Linked DNA regions of Mus musculus: all the other regions are linked to region 3. Evidence: chromatin contacts called from public Hi-C and promoter capture Hi-C data. All regions are on one chromosome and are shown on one strand. The core of a region is the stretch at or near the end of the contact, and the rest is flanking DNA. Distances in the headings are between cores, read along the strand shown.

What was found. Promoter capture Hi-C pulls out the DNA fragments that hold promoters and counts their contacts. A called contact is a pair of places that touch in the nucleus more often than the background predicts.
Region 1: a contact with region 3 is called in a promoter capture Hi-C map of hippocampal neurons, with 2.6 times the contacts expected there. The contact joins the enhancer-like site here to the promoter of Fhad1os1 in region 3. A contact is called at or near these places in 6 of 39 promoter capture datasets (embryonic stem cells, hippocampal neurons, liver and 2 more), 1 of 15 datasets of contacts at CTCF or cohesin (embryonic stem cells), 6 of 484 Hi-C or Micro-C datasets (LSK cells, embryonic stem cells and olfactory sensory neurons) and 1 of 115 datasets of contacts at active chromatin or transcription factors (astrocytes).
Region 2: a contact with region 3 is called in a Hi-C map of olfactory sensory neurons, with 4 times the contacts expected there. The contact joins the enhancer-like site here to the promoter of Fhad1os1 in region 3. A contact is called at or near these places in 8 of 39 promoter capture datasets (embryonic stem cells, frontonasal cranial neural crest, hippocampal neurons and 3 more), 24 of 484 Hi-C or Micro-C datasets (the HL-1 cell line, cerebellum, cortical neurons and 9 more) and 11 of 115 datasets of contacts at active chromatin or transcription factors (astrocytes, bone marrow-derived dendritic cells, embryonic stem cells and 4 more).

What each region holds. Positions count from the first base shown.
Region 1 is chr4:142,343,153-142,346,538 of GRCm38.p6, reverse strand. Gm46875 (a long non-coding RNA gene) reads right to left here. Exons shown (of 3, transcript XR_003955299.1): 1 at 1-3,386. Among named protein-coding and RNA genes, the nearest start is that of Gm46875, 40 kb to the right of the region's middle. Within about 2 kb of position 1,603, at least 6 of the 459 cell types and tissues checked have an H3K27ac peak or open chromatin away from gene starts, as enhancers often do. A contact at or near this core is called in hippocampal neurons, where this site is marked.
Region 2 is chr4:142,245,161-142,248,183 of GRCm38.p6, reverse strand. No RefSeq gene overlaps it. Among named protein-coding and RNA genes, the nearest start is that of Gm35531, 8.4 kb to the right of the region's middle. Within about 2 kb of position 1,298, at least 14 of the 459 cell types and tissues checked have an H3K27ac peak or open chromatin away from gene starts, as enhancers often do. A contact at or near this core is called in differentiating embryonic stem cells, epiblast stem cells and olfactory sensory neurons, where this site is marked.
Region 3 is chr4:141,981,053-141,984,420 of GRCm38.p6, reverse strand. It overlaps Fhad1os1 (forkhead-associated (FHA) phosphopeptide binding domain 1, opposite strand 1), which reads right to left and starts at 1,429. Exons shown (of 4, transcript NR_040672.1): 1 at 1,381-1,429; 2 at 1,053-1,195. Fhad1 (forkhead-associated (FHA) phosphopeptide binding domain 1) reads left to right here. Exons shown (of 32, transcript NM_177868.4): 5 at 2,031-2,273.

The DNA.
Region 1 (3,386 bases), core at 354-2,853, 360 kb before region 3:
ATCATCTCCAGCAGGCTAAGCCTTGAGCTCTGCTAATGACCAAGGTGTAAACTGATACAGCTTCAGGGTTCAAAGGCATCTTTTATCTTGGCTTAGAAACAGAGGAGGGCAGCTCAGAGGATCTAGAGTGTGTCCTGCTTGCCTGCGGCAACATGAGAGACAAAAGCCCAGAGGATGCTGGGAGTGGGATGTGAAGACAGCCAAAGGGTAAACACGGTGCGTTATAAAGGGCTAAGAAACTATACTTCCTGTTTATAAGCTTTTCAGATGCCAGGTTAAGATGACTGATCTCATCTGTTCAGCACGGGGTCAAGCTCCAAAGAGGACCTTTACAGTCAACAAGCTTTAGAAATGCAGGTTATGCGCACAGACTGCACACCGCTCTCTGGCCTAATTCAGTCCAGCAGAGGAAGCTATAGAAAATGCAGGGTGAAGTGGGCTACTCCATCCTCAGATGTGTTCAAGGGTGGACGCTTCTGGCTTTCTGGAGATTATTTGGCCCTACCAGAAGGAATGTGGAGCTTCGAACCCTGCCAAAAAAAAGCAGACAGTAAGGCCTTGCCGCCTGAAATGCTCCTTCACTTGGGCGGGGTGTGGGTGGGATGGCAAGTGGACAAAACACACTCACACACACATAACCTTCCCTTACCTCACAATGGCCAGCCCTGACAGGAATGGGAGGGCTGGGCATGGAGCTCAGTTGGTAGAGTTCTTTCCTAACATACAGGAAGTCCTCACTTCCATTCCCAGAACCATATCTCAGTACTCTGCAGGTATAGGCAGGAAGAGCATGAGAAACTGCCTCCAAAAAATTAAGAAAGAAAGAGGGACGAGGGGGGGGAGAAAAGAAAAGAGAAGAGAGGAGAGGAGAGGAGAGGGAGAGGGAGTGTGTGTGGGAGAGAGAGAGAGAGAGAGAGAGAGAGAGAGAGTTGGGAGCAGGGACACACACTTATAAGCTCAACACTCGTGAGGCAGAGACAGGCAGATCTCCCCGAGTTTGAAGCCAGCTTGATCTACAGAGTGAGTTCCCAGACAGTGAAAGCTATACAGGGAAACCCTGTCTCAAGAAAAAAAAAAATTTTTTTTAATTAAAAAGACTGGGGATGGGAAGAAGGTACCCCAACTGGTAAAGTATTTCTCTCACAAGCATTAGGCCCTGAGCCTAATCCCTAGAATCCATGATTCTAAAAAAGGGGTGTGGCAATATTCACTTAGAGTCCCATTGCTGGGGAGGCAGAGACAGGAGAATCCTTGGAACTCCCTCATTAGCCTACTTGGCAAGTTCCAGGCCAGTGCCGGACCTTGTCTCAAAACAGGCAGACAGCTCCTGAGAAACTCTATCTAGGGTTGTTCTCTGCACCACACACACTTGAGGGAACTCTGAGCTGGCAATGACCAGCAGCTGTTCCCGTACTGAGGAAGGGCTCCTCCCCATCCGGGCCCCTCCCCCTCTGCAGGTGAATGTATTGATTTCCAAGCTCCTTCAGTACTCCCGATACTGCCCCCAGCTCCCACCAGTGCAAGCTCAGAGCTCAGCGCAGCAAAACCCTCCTCTGCACAACTAGGGAAGCTTGTAGAGCAATAATTAATATGCCCAGGTTTCTATGGAAACAATTACCTAATTAAATTGTTGCCTTTTGATCAGTGGAGTCCAAACATAGGGACTTGGCTTCCTGAAAGCAACCATTAGTGATTCTCTTTCTGGGGGAATCTCAGAGCAGAAATGCCACTCCCTCCCCTGACCTGTACCACCAACCTGGCAGCCATCGCTGTTCTTATAGACAGTGATGTCTGCTGTCAGCCGTGCAGGGCCTAAGCATGCCCCCAGCACCACTGAATTTGCCAATAACTCTCTTACCTGTGGCCTTCTCCATCTCTGTTCTCCTCTTCCTTCGTGGTGACAGAAGAATCGTTGCTTCCCTCAGGGTCCCTGCCCTGAGGGGCTCTGTGTGAGCCCAGCCCCATCTGGCCAAAGGTTGTTTGCAATGTGTCCCCCAACAGCCTCTGCAGAATGCCGTGTGAGTGCCAAGTACCTGTCTGGGAACAGATGAGAATATTAAGCTTGAGTCTTAAGGGTCATTCGGGCATCCATCCTAATTAGGGGACCTAAAAGCAGGCAGCAAAGCCATAAAGGTCACTCACTGCAGGAGCCTCATGGAAAGACCAACCATTGCCCAGAGGACAACTGACGTGCAAGGGGATGATGCAAACCATCTGTCCTTCAAGGTGACCTTCAGCAGCCAAGGACAGTGGAGCCTCTTTCCATTCCAGGACCTCCCAGGAACCTGCACACCAATGTCTGAGCTCAAATATCCACTGAACAGGAGATCCAGGGGGAACAGGTAACTTTTGTCCTCAGGCGAGGACCACCAATCCAAGGACAGCACAAGTGCTAAGAGATGGTGCCACTGCGACTCCGAGAGCCACACAGCGAGGAGCACAGAGCTTTTTCTGAAGGATCCAAGGAGCCTCCATAGAGGAGAGAGCGAGACAGCATGGTTTCAAGCAGATAGAAGACAGGCCTAGGAGCACAAGAGATCTGGCCTGCCGGGAAGGCAGGCAGGAAGATGCAGTAGAGATGTATGGATCCAAAGGGAATGAGATGGGTCAGGGCATTTCTCATGCACACAGGCATGCACATAGGAACATGCACATACCTGCGCGCGCACACACACACACACACACACACACACACACGTATGTGTATGGTACTGTGTGAGGAGGAAGACAAAGGTTTTGAAGCTAGGCAACTGAAACTTCTCCCTGCTTGGTAGTGTCCTGAGGCAAGTGTCTCAAGCACTCATGTTGTTTCCTCATTGATAAGAGGAGGGAGGATCTTGTAGACGAAGCTAGACCACTCGAATCCAATGGCGCCCTGCAGCGGTGCTTAGGGAGCTGTATGGTGAGCAAGACGCCCAATAAAAGGGGACTTTAATTATTATAATTCTAACTGTTAAGTCGCTTATATAGCCACATAAGCTCCTACAGAGTGACTGCCCAGCTAAATTTTCTAGCTATCTTAATTCTCTGGGCTTTCTCCTCATTTGCGTAATAGGCACCTGTGGAACTGTCTGCTAATTATGACAGTTGGGGCTCCCAAGGCCCGAAAGATAGTTCACCAGATAAGCGTGCTTGGCACCAAGCTCTGCAATTGAGTCTGAGTCCCTAAACTCACAGGATGGAAGAAGAGACTCCAACCCCACCGTTGTCCCCCGACCCCAACACACGTGCCACGAAAACACACACAAAATAAAAATAAACGTGATGAGAAAATTTTGTTTTAAGGAAGCTAAAAAACAAACAAAAACAACAGTAATAACAGGACCCCTCTGCCTTCTCCCTGTGGCAAGCTTCAGTGAATAGTTTCTGGGCTTTGCTGTGTGCCA
Region 2 (3,023 bases), core at 49-2,548, 260 kb before region 3:
CTTAGCCCTGAGAGAGGGGGTCTATTGTATGAAAAGCATACAAAGTGGTGTCTAATGAATGTTAAGTGCTATATAAATATTTGCCAATGTTATTGTAACATAGATCTTTTGTTCTTTAGTGGTTTTGTTCTGAAAAGCCTCTGTCTTTTAAACTTCTGTTGGAAACCTCCTGACCCACACATAACAAGACTTAGAGGAGAAGAATAATAGGAAGCCCCAATTAGGAAGAGATTTATCCTCTCGTTGTGGAAAGAATCCATCTTGGAGCCCCAGTGTGGTGGCTCATGTCTGCGGTCTCACCCTTTGAGAGGTAGGGTCAGGAGGATCAGGAGTTCAGGGTCATCCTAGGCTACTGAGAGCCTATTTAAAGGAAAAAAATCTGAGCATCCTAGTACAAGTGCATACCATTAATTCCAGAACCTAAGAGGCTGAGCCCACCGGATTCCGTGAGTTCAAGGCCAGCCTGGCCTACCTAGGGCCAAGCCAGTGAGAGGTACAAAAGGAGAGCTTGTCTAGTAAATGTAAACATAAAACTAAAAGCAAAAACAACAATCAACTTGAGGGAGTTGGACTTGATGGTTCCTGTCTGAAATCTCAGCGGGGAGAAACTGAGGCAGAAGAAGAGTATTTCAATGTCGTTCTGGGCAATACAACATGTTCAAAGCCAGCCTGGGCGTGAGGCGCTGCTTTGGAAAGAATGGAACTCGGAGTAGACTGTTGTTGTTCCTATCTGAGAGTCCAGTACTTGGGAAGTAGATGCAGGGGGATTACCAGCAAGTGAAGTCGCTTGCTTGCCACCACACCTGAGAGCAACCTGAGTTGGATAGTTTCTACGAGCTGCCCTCTGACCTTCACAAGTTCACACATGTATCCACAGGCACAACACACACACACACACACACACACACACACACACGGTAATAAAAATATTTTTTAAAAAGAACGTAATGAGACCCTGTCTCAAAACAACTGAACAGTGGACACAGAGGCCAGCTACATCCTGGGAAATGCTTTAATGCCCTCTGTTGCCCAGGGATGGGCCTCAGCCTCTGCCTCTAGACAGACCCTTTGGGGACCACTGAAGGAACAAGACCATGGCCAGGGCATCTGGGACCCCGAGGAGACTGTCAACGGGGCATGGTGAGTCTGTGACAGACTCACAAAAGATTCCAGCTCACAGGGCAGATGGTGAAGGGGAGTTTGGGTCAAATCCTTCACCCACTGAGAACCAGGTCTGAGCAGGGCTGGGAGAAAATCCCATCTAATCCTTCCTGCTGCACCTGTGCCCCAGAGCCCTGCTGGGATCGCCAAGGAACGGAGAGAGGATCAACACTGTCCCCCACCTGTGGCCTCAGCCACAGAGGCAGCCCAGGGCTTGCCAAAGGGCTTCAAAGTCCCTCAGGAGTCCCTAGGAGACAGCAGCTGCAGAGGGACTCTGTATCTCAGGAACGATGGCTCTGGCTCATTACTTAGCTTCTCCTAAGAAATGTCCTTCCCTTGCAGGAGCTGAGGTTCCACTGAGCCAGGCACAGCTCAGAGATTGACAGTCACCTCAGCTCCCAGCAGCCTCTGGTCAATCCAGCCAGCAGCCACCACAAGCATCAGTCAGCGAGGCCAAAGCCGCACAGCTGAAATATATGGCCTGAGACGTGAAACTTGCTCTTGGTTTCCAGAAATGGTGTCTCTGCTTCCTGTGGTGGGAAGCTTCCAAAATGTCCCCCGTGACCCCCATTTTGCTGTATCAACACTAACATTTAGTCTTTCCCAAGGGCACAAGGGACCTAGTGATGCACCCCATGAATAGGATAGGAAAATGGTGATGGGTACCGTTGCTAACGTGAGGACACACTGGCTTTTGCTCTTTTTCAGAGCTCTCTATGGGGCACAGGCTGCAACCCTGAGAGCAGGGGCTTCTGGGATTCCTCCAGGAGGAACCAAATCTCTGCGTGGGAGTGAGCTGGAAACAGGTGCTTTCCAGGTGAACCTTGAGCTGACAGCAGCCGCAGCAGGCACACTGCTGCCACCTACAAGTGATTTAGAACCACAGTGGCCTGCTGAACACCCCCCTCCGCCCCCACCACACTCCATCCTTGCCCACCCCACCCCCCACCCTCTGACATGCCCTACTGTGCCTGCTCCCCTCTCCTGACCACCCATGTTTTGTATCACTATGTCTGGGATGACTTGTTACACAGCAGGAGGAGACTAATGTACTTCCTGTTAATAATTGCAACACACACACACACCACACCACACCCACACACACACCACACCACACCCACACACAGACACACCCCACACCACACACACACACACACACACACACACCCCACACCACACACACACACACACACACACACACACACACCACACACCACACACACACACACACACACACACACACACACCACACCACACCACACACACATACACACATACACACACACACACACACACACCACACACACACACACCTCACACCACACACACACACACACACACACACACACCACACACACACACACCTCACACCACACACACACACACACACACCACACACACACACACACACACACACACACACACCACACACACACACACCTCACACCACACACACACACACACACACACCACACCACACACCACACACACACACACACACACACACACCACACACACACATACCTCACACCACACACACACACACACACACACACACACACACACACACACATACCACACCACACACACATCCACACATACACACACACACACACACACCTCCAAGAGAAAGAATAAAAAAGACAGAGATTAAAAAGCTGGACATAGTAGCTTATACTTCTTATCCCAACACCCAAGAGGAGGAAACAGAAGGATAAGGTGTTTGGGCTAGCTTCAGCTAGATAACAAATGTTAGGCCAGCCTAGCCTACATGAGACACCATTTTAAAAAACAAACACACATGAAAAAGTATTGGGCCCGCTAGACCCCTCTACACACTCTCTAAGCCAATGTTCTGCTCG
Region 3 (3,368 bases), core at 180-2,679:
TATACACAGCTACAGTCAACTCAGAGTGCTGTGGGCTGATGCTCTTAGGTGGTAGCAGCCGTAGGTCTGGGCCTTCAGCCAGATGGGGAAATGGCAAGCCCTGTTCGTGCAGTGTCTCCCCAGCAGAGCAGCCCCCAGGTCCCCAGGGCAGATACCACAGCATCCCGACAGCTTACTCAGAGCTCACTCTGTACTGTGACCTCTGCTAGCTTCCATCCATCCCCTGGAGCCACAGACTTGCTTGGTGGACAGTAGACATTGATACCACTCAGTGACAAAAGCCACAAAGTTTTTGTCACATTTGATCTACCGCTGTCGTCGTAACTCCTATTAAGGTGGGAACAAAGTGAAAACCGAATTGTTTTTGCTGTTTTGAACCTTTTATGCCCTGATTTCCCAAGCACCTTCAAGGACAAGTGGCAGTCAACAATGGGGGTGGAAAATGTTCATTAGCTAGTCTTATTGAAAGGCTGGCAAGCGGGGCTGAAGAGATGGCTCAGCAGTTAAAGGCACTGACTACTCTTCCAGCAACCATATGGTGGCGCACAGCCATCTGTAATGGGATCTGATGCCCTCTTCTGTTGTTTCTGAAGATAGCTACAGTATGCTTATAAACATAAAACAAGTAAATAGTTTTAAAAAAGAAAAAAGAAAGGCTATCAAGCCTCAGGCATGGTACATCCAGGATCTTCAGGGATGTCATTGGAATGTCCCCATTGCCTGTTCTACTCTTTGTTTTTCCTGCAGTTTGACAGTCCCCAGCAGGCTAGCTCCCTGTGCTGACCGGATGATTATGGTCAAGCTCTGTACTTAAAGTCCATGATACAAAGAGAGGGGGGAACCCCTGCCCCGACCCAAAATCCACACCAGAAACAACTGGTTGACCAGCCTGGGTCACAGGGACAGGAGCAGGAAGGACAGGAAGTGAGCTACTTGATTGACATCCACTCTTACCAAAGCCACCCGGAAGGAGCAGATGACATTCCCTTAAGGAGGGCATAGAGACCAGGGACAGCACCAGAGAGAACGAAAACCACGGCAGGACACTGTACCTGAAGGTTTGTTTACATCCAGTGCAGAGCCCAGCACACAGTAGGTGCCCAGTAGATCTCTGTGGCACAAAAAGATAATCAATTCTGTGCTGCTGAGTGTGGAGGCCCAGGGTGGCTCGCTGTGGATGAGGCTGGGTAAAATGCTGAAGATACAGAACAAAAGAAACAGAGTCTCCTGGAAGAGCTGTAACAGACATTCACAAGGACCCAGAGGTCCTTGGCAACGCCCGTGGGCTTCCTCGTGCCCGTGACACCATCTGTTTCCCCAGGCACACAGCTAGAATTCAGTTTTTCCCGTCTTTCCATCACTCTGAGAGGTTCAGGGTACCTGTTCCAGCTTTGGAGAAACAGAGACGTCTTGGTTCCCGTGTTTTCCTAGTGAGGAGGTACATTGGCTCCACCCGTGGGGAACTCCACCCACAGCTCCCCACCCCCCCACCCACCCGAGTGTTCACAAGCATTCAGTGTTCTGTTTCCTGATTCAACTCTGTTCGCTGAGTACATTTTCCCTGAGGCGGACAGAGGGAAACAGGGACTCCCAGAAGAAGAGAAAGAGAGAAATGACCTCTTCAGAATACATAAAAACTATTAAACTAATAATGTCCTCTTGATGGTCAGAGTGCATTCCCATGTATCCCAATCCATTTACCTGTGCTGGGTCTCCAACACCCTGAACATGGGCCTTGTAAGGGAGTGTGCAGAATGTCCTCTGACATTCCCAGGGGGCTGTGGTTTACCACATGAAAGTATTTTTTTTTCTGGGTAAAAAAAAGAGATTCTATTCCTGGGAGACTCCATTATAAGCATCTAGGTACGGATATGTGGTTCTAGCCCAACTCTCTTCTCTCCAGGCCCTCTGCCTGCCCTCTCCCCCTCACCTGCCTTTCCCTTAGTGACACCCAGTTCCTCCTAGATTGTAGAAACAGGCCCAGCTTGCCACCCACACCCATACCAAGCCTCCCTCTTGTCCCCACACAGGACGAGATCATTCTGCTCTTGGGGAGAGAGGTTAATCGGCTCTCTGACTTTGAAATGGAGTCCAAATATAAAGACGCTCTGATCATGAACCTGCAGGCTGAGGTGGCCGACCTGAGCCAAAGGTTGTCAGAGACAGCCGCTGTCGCCGCAGCCAGGCAGAGTAACAGGTGTGACCCGAAGCTCCAGGGCGTGGATGAAGGCGACGATCTCAGGCAGAAGGAGATTGAGAGCATGAAAAGCCAGGTAGGACTCTGGGACAAGCCCGTCAAAGCGTAGAAACACCACAGTCAGAGTGGAGCCCGAGCACAGATAGGAAGAGGGCATCTGGGACGTCACAGAGCATACGGACAGAAGGCCATCACAGGCCCTGTTTCCCAGTGCGGCATGTGTTGGGCCTTGGAGAATGTTCTTTAGATCTGTCACAGTCTTCTGACACCTCCCCCCCCACCCCGAGAGACTGTGGTGGTCCCTGGCTTCACCATGGGCAGTGTCATCAAATGTGTTCCCCACTTGGTCTCCATTTACCAGAAAGCTTCTATTCTCTGGAAACTAGATCCAAATTCCTGTTTTATAAAGATAGCAATTGGGCCGAGGAGATGGCTCAGCTCCTAAAGTACTTGCTCTGCAAGTGCAGGAACCTGAGTTCCATCCCTCCCTATGAAAACACAAGGCATGCAAAGTGGGTGGGGACTCACAAGGCCCCACCCCTGGATGAAGAGCCACAGGCAATCAGTGGCTGCTGTGGGCGGGACAATCAGTCTTTTCCAGGGGTGAACTCCTCCAGATATCTAATCCCAAGTCAGCCCTGAACATTCGTACCTGCCCTGCTGTGAGCAACTCTTAGTGTCAGCAGGGTGTGTTGTGTGTGTGTGTGTGTATGAGTGTGTGTGTATGGGTGTATGGGTGTATGTTTGTATGTGTGTGTATGTGTATGAGTGTGAATGTATTTGTGTATATGTGTATGAGTGTGTGAGTATATGTGTATGCGTGTATGTTTGTATGTGTGTATATGTTTATGTGTGTATGTTTGTATGTGTGTGTGTATGAGTGTGTGTATGTGTGTGTGTTTGTATGTGTGTGTATATGTATATGTGTGTATGTTTGTATGTGTGTGTGTGTGTTTGTATGTGTATATGTGTATGTGTGTATGTTTGTATGCGTATGAGTGTGTTTGTATGTGTGTGTGTATGTGTATGTGTGTATGTTTGTATGTGTGTGTATGTGTATGAGTGTGTGTATGTGTGTGTATATGTGTATGTGAGTGTGTTTGTATGTGTGTATATGTGTGTATGTGTATGAGTGTGTGTGTATGTGTGTGTGTGTTTGTATGTGTGTATA